2 separate regions of the Zea mays genome follow, and region 1 is linked to region 2. The links are chromatin contacts, called in public Hi-C maps. All regions are on one chromosome and are shown on one strand. Each heading gives the region's core, a stretch centred on a gene start, on an enhancer-like site or on the middle of the called end of the contact. The rest is flanking DNA. Distances are from core to core; before and after follow the strand shown.

Region 1 (4,335 bases), core at 1,163-3,662, 100 kb after region 2:
TCCGGTGAATTATAGCGGAGCGGCCTTCAGAATTCCTTAAGGTGAGCAGTTCGGAGTTGGAGTCCCTGGTGCACCGGACACTGTCCGGTGGTGCACCGGACACTGTCCGGTGGTGCACCGGACAGTCCAGTGCGCCAGACCAGGACACACTTCGGCTGACAGTTTGCTCTCTACTTTTGAATCCTTTCTCGGTCTTTTTATTGGTTTGTTGTGAACCTTTGGCACCTATAGAACTCATAATCTAGAACAAACTAGTTAGTCCAATTATTTGTGTTGGGCAATTCAACCACCAAAATCAATTTAGGAAAAGGTGTAAGCCTATTTCCCTTTCACTTACTTTCAATGAGATAAACTATGAGCACAAACTAAGCAAGAACACAAGAACACTCGATTTATCCAGAGATTCGGTCACACCACCAAGGTGCCCTACTCCCCGTTGAGGAGACCACAAAGGCCCGGGTCTTTTCCAACCCTAATCCTCCCTTAGCCGACCACAAAGGTCAAGGCGATCCTTTTCTCAACTTTGTTCAACAACCGGATAATACAGACTTCTTAGAGTCGTCCACAAATTTGGAGACTCTCAAGCAACCTCGAACCAACAAGGAACACAATGATCCTAGAGAAACAAATCCGCACAAGTTGATGTTTGCAAAAAAACTCAAGATAAAAAAGAGAGAGGTAGGGAGGAAGAGTGAAATCAAATCACGAAATCGTCGAACTCAACCTCACACCAAGTGCTCCTTCAATATATTGAAGAGGGGGTGGGGAGTTAGGGCGTAAGAGGAGGAGTAAGTGCACTTGTTTGAAGTTTTTGTCAGCAATAATGGCATGAAGTGACTAGGGTTAATGAGGAGAGAGCTCAAGGGGAATATATAGGTAGCTCCCAAAAGTTTCTGACTGTTTCGACTTTTTTGCGCAAAGTGCGGTTGAACCGCACAAAAGGCCGTTGGACCGATTTCAACCAGAGAAGAACCAGGTTCAGTTGGCGAGTTCAACTGTCCACCTCAACCGCCTGACACTAGTTGAACCACCTGCATAGCAGGTGCTGCAGAATGGTCGTCTGACTAGACCCCGGTTGAACCGCCGTTGGGGCCGGTTCAGCCAGTTTCTACCGGAGAGGTTCTCGGTTGAACTGAAAGTTCAACCGCTCAGAACCAGAGACCCCCTCTGGTAAAAGCTGGTTGAACCTCCCTGCGCTAGAGAGGAAATTATAACTAAGAACCTAGGTGAGGTTGAACGGCGCACGACTTACTCCAAAAATTGGTTTTTGGAAATTAGCTTTTGAAATGGAGGATTTGAGCTTATGCAAACATCTTTACCTTTTGCACCTATTTATATGCCCTGAGAGCTATTCATATGAACTATTAAATCTACTAAGGACACTGTTGTCTTTTCCTTTCGTAGTCTTGTTGACCAAGTCATGAGGATTTCCCCTTGCTCTTGCTAACTTCGTCGTCATGCATCAACTCCAATGAAACTAAGTTTATAGCTTCGTCTTTACAATTGTGAAGGCTACACACCATTTCGAAACGAAGGTGTTCTTAGGTAATTACCTTATTATACCTGAAACAGACTTAGGAATAACCGGTAAGTTAGTGTTTTAATGACTTTGGCCAAAGAGGACCCCAATAGGGGCGACGAGGCACGCTGCAGTGTGTGTGGCCTACACATCCGGCCATGGACGGTCGTGACCGAGTGGGACGGTGGTCGCCAAACCCAACAAGAAAGATGGAGGGCGGAGTCACCGAGGGGAAATGAGAGGAATCCGGTAGACCAAAGGATCCGGAAAATAAGAGTCGTACTTTACGAGTACACACACGATCGCCGAATGGTTTTTACCCTAACGTGCCACTTATTGTGTAGGGCTGGCCAAGAGACACGGCCGGCGTGCCAGGCCATGTGGCATGATGGGCCAAAAGTTGGAGAACGACCTAGCCTGCCAAACGCTCTCGTGCTTTTTTGTTTCGGACCGTGCTCAGCTTGGCCCCTACGGCACGACCCAAACTTACAGTACCGTCCCCTCCCTGCATCACGATTGTCTTCGTCCGGTCCTGCCGTCCCATGGCAACCGATACTACTCCCGAGGAGTGACGATCGATCAGCACGACTGCTGACGGTTGATGTGGAACTAGGCAGGTTAAAAAAATGCCAGGACGAGGAAACACGCAATGATCCAACGACAGGACAGTGGACAGGAAGCATGGTACAGTAGACTAGTACATGTCCTGCCCCGGACACACGCGCTCCCATCATCTCCCTCCCATTCAGCTCCAAGATTAGCAAACGGCCGGGTTGATGTGGATAGCAACCTGGCTGTGTGTGTACGAGATTTGTTTCCTTACTACTGCTGCTGATGATAACAACAGTACCATGATTAGCGCGAGCGATGGCGCACCCAGCGGCAGCCTCTCCACGACCACGACGGCGACGGCGACCGACCGGCCCCGCGGGACACCGGAGTTGTCTCTTTGCAGGTACCCGTACCCAGTAGCGGTACTCATCACGCTCCTATCTGATGTTTTTAACCCCCCCAGGTTTTCACTTCACCGCTCGAAAGCGTTGGGTACTTCCTATTTCTTTCTTTCTTTCTTCTATCACCGCTCCACGCCACAGGGTAAGTACTGCTCACAGCGCCAGCAGGGTGGCAGGTGTGTGCAGTCCATCCTCGCTGACACTAGCATTGATCTTTGTTTTGGAACGGAGAGAGAGAGAGAGTCGTGGGTGATCCCCTGACCGATCCGCAGCCGGCCGCACGTTTGTGAGTGCCTGACGAGACGCGTCGACGGTGGGTATGGGGTACACCCTTTTGCGTAGGCATTGGTAGCCGTAGCCCGGTAGTGTCCCTTGGACGGAGCGCCGCAGGCATTAGCCGATCCCATCCATGGTCCATGGAGAGACAATGGATGATCCGTCACCGAGGTGTGTGTACAGTGGTCGGTCGCCAGCCGACGACCGCAAAGACAACGGGTGAAGCGACGGGCGAGCGTGCGTGGCAACAGTGGCACGAAGCGAGTGAAACTCCGGTGGGTTGGAGTTTGGACGACGGCACGGCACGAGGGGCGGCAAAAGGGATGTTGGCGCCGCGCGGTGGGTGCGTGCGTGGCCGTGGGTCAGCTCTGCTCTGCTCAGCAGGCAGCAGCTAGCAGAAAGCTGATGGATGGAGCAGCCCAGCCGGGGCCCGGCGGCCGGCTGCGCGAGCGAGCGAGCGAGACGTGTGAGGGCGGCCGCGCGCAGGCACAGGCACAGGCACAGGCGCGTGGCCAGACCAGGCCTCGTGGGCGACGCCGCGCGCGGCAGGAGCAGAGGCAGGCAGGCCGGCCAAAGCATTCGCATTTAACGCGCGACCACCACCGGGCACAGGGCCGTCGTCGACCGCCCGCCGATGCTCGGTACCTTCTCCCCTCCTCTGTCGCTGTGCCTGCACCCTGACCCTGACCCTGACCCTGCAGCTGCTTGTATACGTACGTACGCCCGCACTGTGCTGCGCGCTGGTCGCTGCCACCGTCGATCGATCGTCATCATTGCCGCCGGCCGGCCGGCCGATCGCGAGCCATCATTGCGCCCGTCTCGGCGCGTCCCCCTCACCCTCCCTGGTGCTGGTGCTTCTCGCAGCAACAACAACAATCTGCCTGCTGTTCCGTCCATTCCGTCTCTCTGCCCGCGCCCGCGCGCGTCGATCCATCCCAATTGAATTCAACTGAATGAATGCGAGTAGGAAGCGGAGAGGGAGGAGGAGTACTTGTACAGCCACGGCCCCAGCCCCTAGCTAGCCAACAGTGCGCTTCCCTGTGCCCCTCGGGCTCTGCATCATTCCCGTGTGTGCTTGTCTCTGTCCGTGCGAGAGAAAAAAAACATGCCAGCGTACGTCTCCATCTGACCATCTCCCGCCTGCCTCTCTCTCATCACGCCACTTCAACTTATTATTAGTAGCATCTCTAGGAGGAGTACTATTTAATACACAAGCACTGTCGAAAATATCGCTGTGCTGGTTTCTCTTACGCATTATATAAGGAGAATGGATTTGGCAAATGTTTATTGCAGTATCAGCCAAGAAGCAAAACCAGAGAGAGAGAGAGACAGGAGGGAGAGAGACAGAGGGGCAGGGCTTGTGCACTGCGCGCGCGTCTGCTACTGCGACTGGACTGCGAGAGAGAGAGAGAGAGAGAGAGTAGGGGGCTGGGCTGGGCTGGCTAGACAATGCGCCTGCGCAGCGCGACTGTGCTGGGGCATTGCCCGTATGCTGCTGTGCTATGAATGCAGGGATGTATGTGCATTGAATCCCCCCTGCAGGACACGACAATTTTGGGCGGTATGCTGCCCCTGCCTGCCCCGGCC
Region 2 (4,411 bases), core at 1,832-4,331:
ATGTTGTCCAAGCCGCACAGGTAAATATGACTTGTTCCATGCAGTTATACTAAGCCACCTCCCTTCCTCAAATGGATATTCACCATCTTTAAGTCCAACCACAATCTGGTAAGCTTGTCGAAATACGTCATAGGCTGCATCACTCATGCTACCACTGAAATCATGGAGACCAGCAAGGCATACTAGCTTTCTAAGGGCAGCACTGATTACCCCATAGTTTGGTGAGTGAGAGGCAAGGGCAGTACTGATGCTGGCCTTCAGGAGAAACTCAGCAGCCTCGAGATTTGGTTGGTTACCTTTAGAAGCCATGTCTCCAAGTATGAGAAGATGACCTGGTGTACATGCTTTAGATGCCGCAAAGTTCTTGGCTAATTGGAGCTGCTGAGGGTGTGCGTTAGTGTCCAGTCTACTGAGAAGCTGGTAGAAGCTGAATGTATGAAGAAAGGGCAAGTTGTTCTCCAATTGATCAGAGGTCACCAGAGCTGAAGACAAAGTCAAGGGTAATAGCTGCAAATCAGTACAAATGAATCAAAATAATGTCCAAGAAAAGCAAATCCGCACACACTGGTATCAGCGACTCTTGATAATTGGCAAGCTCTATTTTACCTTCCCAGCTCTTCTGAGCATCTCAATGCCCCTTTTAAGGTCAGAATCTGATAATTGAGACTTGTTTAGGTCGTCAGCCAGGAGCATACTACTGACACTCATGATCAATGATTTGCAAATCAAGAGAAGGTTAGCACCATCTTCACCATTACCTGAGCTGAAAAATTCAGCTGCAAGCTCAAAGAATTCAGAGCAATAATCATACTTGTCCTCTTTTAGCACCTTTAAAGCCATATTCCATGAACTGACAGCAAACCAATTCAGTTCACGCAGCCCTACAGTTTCCTTTCCGAAAAAGGCTTCCAAACCAAGCTCACCCATCCGTAGCTTGGCACGTCTTGAGTACTTAAGAATCTCAGCCTCAGATCCTGGCTCACGAAGGAGGAGAGTTATCAGGTTGCGGAGGACGGTGGCCTCACTCATTGGCATTGGTTTTCCAGCAGAGTAGAGGCCTAGAAGGAAGGTTAACAAAGCAACAGCCACACAGAAAGACTTGCAACCAATAGCTTCATGAATCGAGAGTATCAGGAACTGAGGGTTGAAGTCAACATAGCCCATCATGGCCTTCATCAGCTTGATAGCATCCTCCTCCTCCTTCTTCTGCAGAAGAATCTTAAACTAGAAAATGCATATGTATTAGTAAGAAGTGCTAAAACTAAAATGGGGCCCTGTAAAACTGACAGCATGTGCAGACCATTACCTTCAGAAAGGCACAGTGGATACTGGGTTCAACCTACAGGTATGCATTAAGCCAAGCACATAAGAAAGCATCACACAATATCATCTAACAACGCAACAGGGAGAAAGATCAATACCTTTTCAGCCTCAATTATGAACTCTTGGGCTCGATCGAGATGACGAAGTGCCATATGGCAAAGGCAAAGTACTCGGAAGCAGTTTGCACGGCGGGATCTGCTTTCCTCGTCACGGGAAACATAAAGCATCGACCTCTCAATCAAATCCGCACTAATCTCGTAATTCTTTGCATGGAAATGCACAGTGCCACTGCCCAAAATTCCAAATGCCAGTTTCAGTAGGTGCACACATTTTCTTACAAAGTACCGTACATAAGTTCAGTAGTGCAAGAGAATACAAACCATGTCCATAGCAGTGCATGCATCGTGCCACGCTCATGGGCGTTAGCAGGGCCATTGAAAAGTGCAACCACCCTCTCATCTGACACGAGTTCAGCGATCGCTCTTGCATGCCCAGCCTCGCCGCCTGCACCCTGAACCACCGTTTTCAACACCCTCACTGCAACAGCTGAAGCACTGGCGCGACACCGTGCAGCAAGTGCAACAAGCACCTTAAGGGCAGCGTCCAGCCCCACACTGGCTACGTACAGCTCGGCTGCCGACACACACACAAACTCCGGCGCTTCAGCGTTGGCCATGAGCCTATCGAGCTCCCTCTCGGCTTCCAACAATTTCCCACTGCTGAGACACGCACGGAGCGCCATGAACGCAATGCTAGAGTGCTCCTTCCCCAGCCCTGGTGAGGCTCTCGAGACCATGATACAGCGCAGGGTGCCCTCATAGTCGTTGGCTTGGAGACGCTCTGCGGCGAGGCAGCGGAGGCATTGATCCTTGATCACTTGGAGATTTGGGGTTGCAGGACTGGATCTCGGGCTCGTCGGAGTGGTGCAGCAGGGGGAGGCCGCGGCCCTCTCACAGAGATCAAGCGCTTCGGTTAGGAGGCTCGACGCGTCGATGGCGGGATCCGGGGATTTAGTGGCGAGAGCAGCCTTGCCGAGGAGAAGGTACCCCTCGGCGAGGGCTTTCACCCCCACGGAAGACGCCGCGGCGAGGGGCTTGGACCGGCTTAGCAACGCGACGGCGAGGGCTTGTTTCCCCTCGCTCGACGCCGCGCGGGCACGCGCGAGGTTGAGGTCCAACAGGATGTCCCGATCCTCCTCCGTGTCAGCGGCGCAGACCAGCGGCGTGGCCTTCTCGAAGCAGGCGGAAGCGAGGTCGGCGCGGCCGAGGTCAAGCCAGAACAGGCCGGTGCGGTGGAAAAGGGACGCCGCCTTCGCAGCGGCGTTGGGGACGCCTTCCGGGAGGCCAGCTACGAGGAGGAGCTCCGGCGCCGCCTGTCGGATCTCCGTCTCCGCGACCGCGGCCTCGGCACCCCTCGCAGCGAAGTGGTTGGCGCGGTCGACGCACGCGTTCCAGAGGCGGAAGGCGAGGTTCCATACCTTGAGCCTGAACGCCCCATTGAGACCCGAGGAGGAGGAGGAAGCAGCGGATGCGAGGTTGGTGAGGAGGCAGCGGAGATCGGCTGCGAGCTTCTCCGGGGAAGAGGAATCGGAGGCGTCGAGCGCCTCGACGTCGGCGACGACCCTGTTGAGGTCGGTAAGGAGGGCGGATTGCGGCGGCGGCGGCGGCTGCCGGTACTCGGGAGAGAGCTCGGAGATCTTCATAGGGTTCAGGATTCGGCAGCTTGCGATCGAATTGAGTGGTGATTTCGAGCGAGAAGGGAAGCTATGTGTGAGAGTGGCGGGCAGGCGGCAGACCGGAGAAGCAATTTCAGCACAGTAAATGAGGGGAGAATTCGAATTTTGAAATGGTTAACGAAATGGCCAATGAAAGCGGGGCCGGGCCGGGCTGGCACACAGTGACACAGGCCTATCGTGTTGAGTCATAAATTTTGTGACACATGCCTATCGTGTTTTGAGTCATAAATTTTGGGATCGATATGTTTTTTTAGTAATTTCGTGTTGGGGCTTGCTATATCAGACATTTAAAATCTAGGTTCAGAATGACATTAAGAACTTGTTTAATTATGACCTTAATTAGGACGAATTTGTAGCCCTAGCCCAAGCTATCACAACTTCACAACTAAATTCATGTGCCTAACTCAAGAGTCAATACCTCAAATTATTGACTATCTACATGTGTAACTCAATACAACACAAGGCATATTTTGAGCAAATCATTGAAGCTCAAATTTATGTTTACCAGAAAGTTAGATAATGGCACTTTGAAGGCACATAAATGGCTGGACTCAGGTCCACAAAAATTACTAACAAGCAAAGACAAGGAATTCCAATACAAATGCTATTTGCTCACATAAGGTAGAGACATGACAGACTGCCTTTAAATATCTATACTAATTTATATCCTTAATTTCTTCACTCTTTATGATGGAAACTGACTAGTGACCACAAAAAATAGTGTACAACTGTAGAAGTTGTTACAAGCCTTCAGTTTATTATGCAGTGCCCTGGCATGAAGGCTCCATCATCTCCTACACCATCAAAATCAATGAATTAAGAGCAATGCAGAACAATGGCATTTGTGAAACTCAAAAGGTCAGAAGAATTTAATTTCCTAGATAAACAGTTTTGTAGACTTCTAATAGGGATTGATTGGGATGACATGGAAGAGGACCAATAGTGGTCTTTGGAGCTCTTCCTGCTATTGAGGCCATGGTGAATTACTTGTGTAATTGTGAAGCTTGTACCCATTTTTTGTGTTGTTAATTGGTTATAAGTGGGCAGAACGACATTTTGTACCTGACTTGATACAATTTGTGGTGCCATAACATTCTCAATTTGACAATTGTGGTTTACGTTGGTTCGTACATAGGTCACATGCTCGCAGAGTCGCACACTACAATTGTAACATAGCTTCAGATTTAGGCTTTAGTTCATGCACCTTGCGTGCATGTTGTTTTCATGATTTTTTTTTAAAAAAATCTAATCTTTTTTAATATATTATTAATATCTGCTCTAGAGTTTTTATGGACCTAGTTTTTTGGTCGCACCAGTTCGACAAGTGCGAAAAAATCATAGTGGCATTTCATG

What was found. Hi-C and Micro-C count contacts between places; a contact is called where the count stands out from the background.
Region 1: a contact with region 2 is called in a Hi-C map of leaf, with 10 times the contacts expected there. The contact joins the enhancer-like site here to the promoter of LOC100502424 in region 2. A contact is called at or near these places in 4 of 25 Hi-C or Micro-C datasets (ear, endosperm and leaf) and 1 of 3 datasets of contacts at active chromatin or transcription factors (leaf).

Annotation. Positions count from the first base shown.
Region 1 is chr3:173,833,874-173,838,208 of Zm-B73-REFERENCE-NAM-5.0, forward strand. No RefSeq gene overlaps it. Among protein-coding and RNA genes, the nearest start is that of LOC732739, 6.9 kb to the right of the region's middle. Within about 2 kb of position 2,413, at least 11 of the 20 cell types and tissues checked have an H3K27ac peak or open chromatin away from gene starts, as enhancers often do. A contact at or near this core is called in ear and leaf, where this site is marked.
Region 2 is chr3:173,729,216-173,733,626 of Zm-B73-REFERENCE-NAM-5.0, forward strand. It overlaps LOC100502424 (TPR repeat-containing protein ZIP4), which reads right to left and starts at 3,082. Exons shown (of 5, transcript NM_001196902.1): 1 at 1,704-3,082; 2 at 1,422-1,611; 3 at 1,307-1,339; 4 at 607-1,224; 5 at 1-507. The coding sequence starts at 3,025.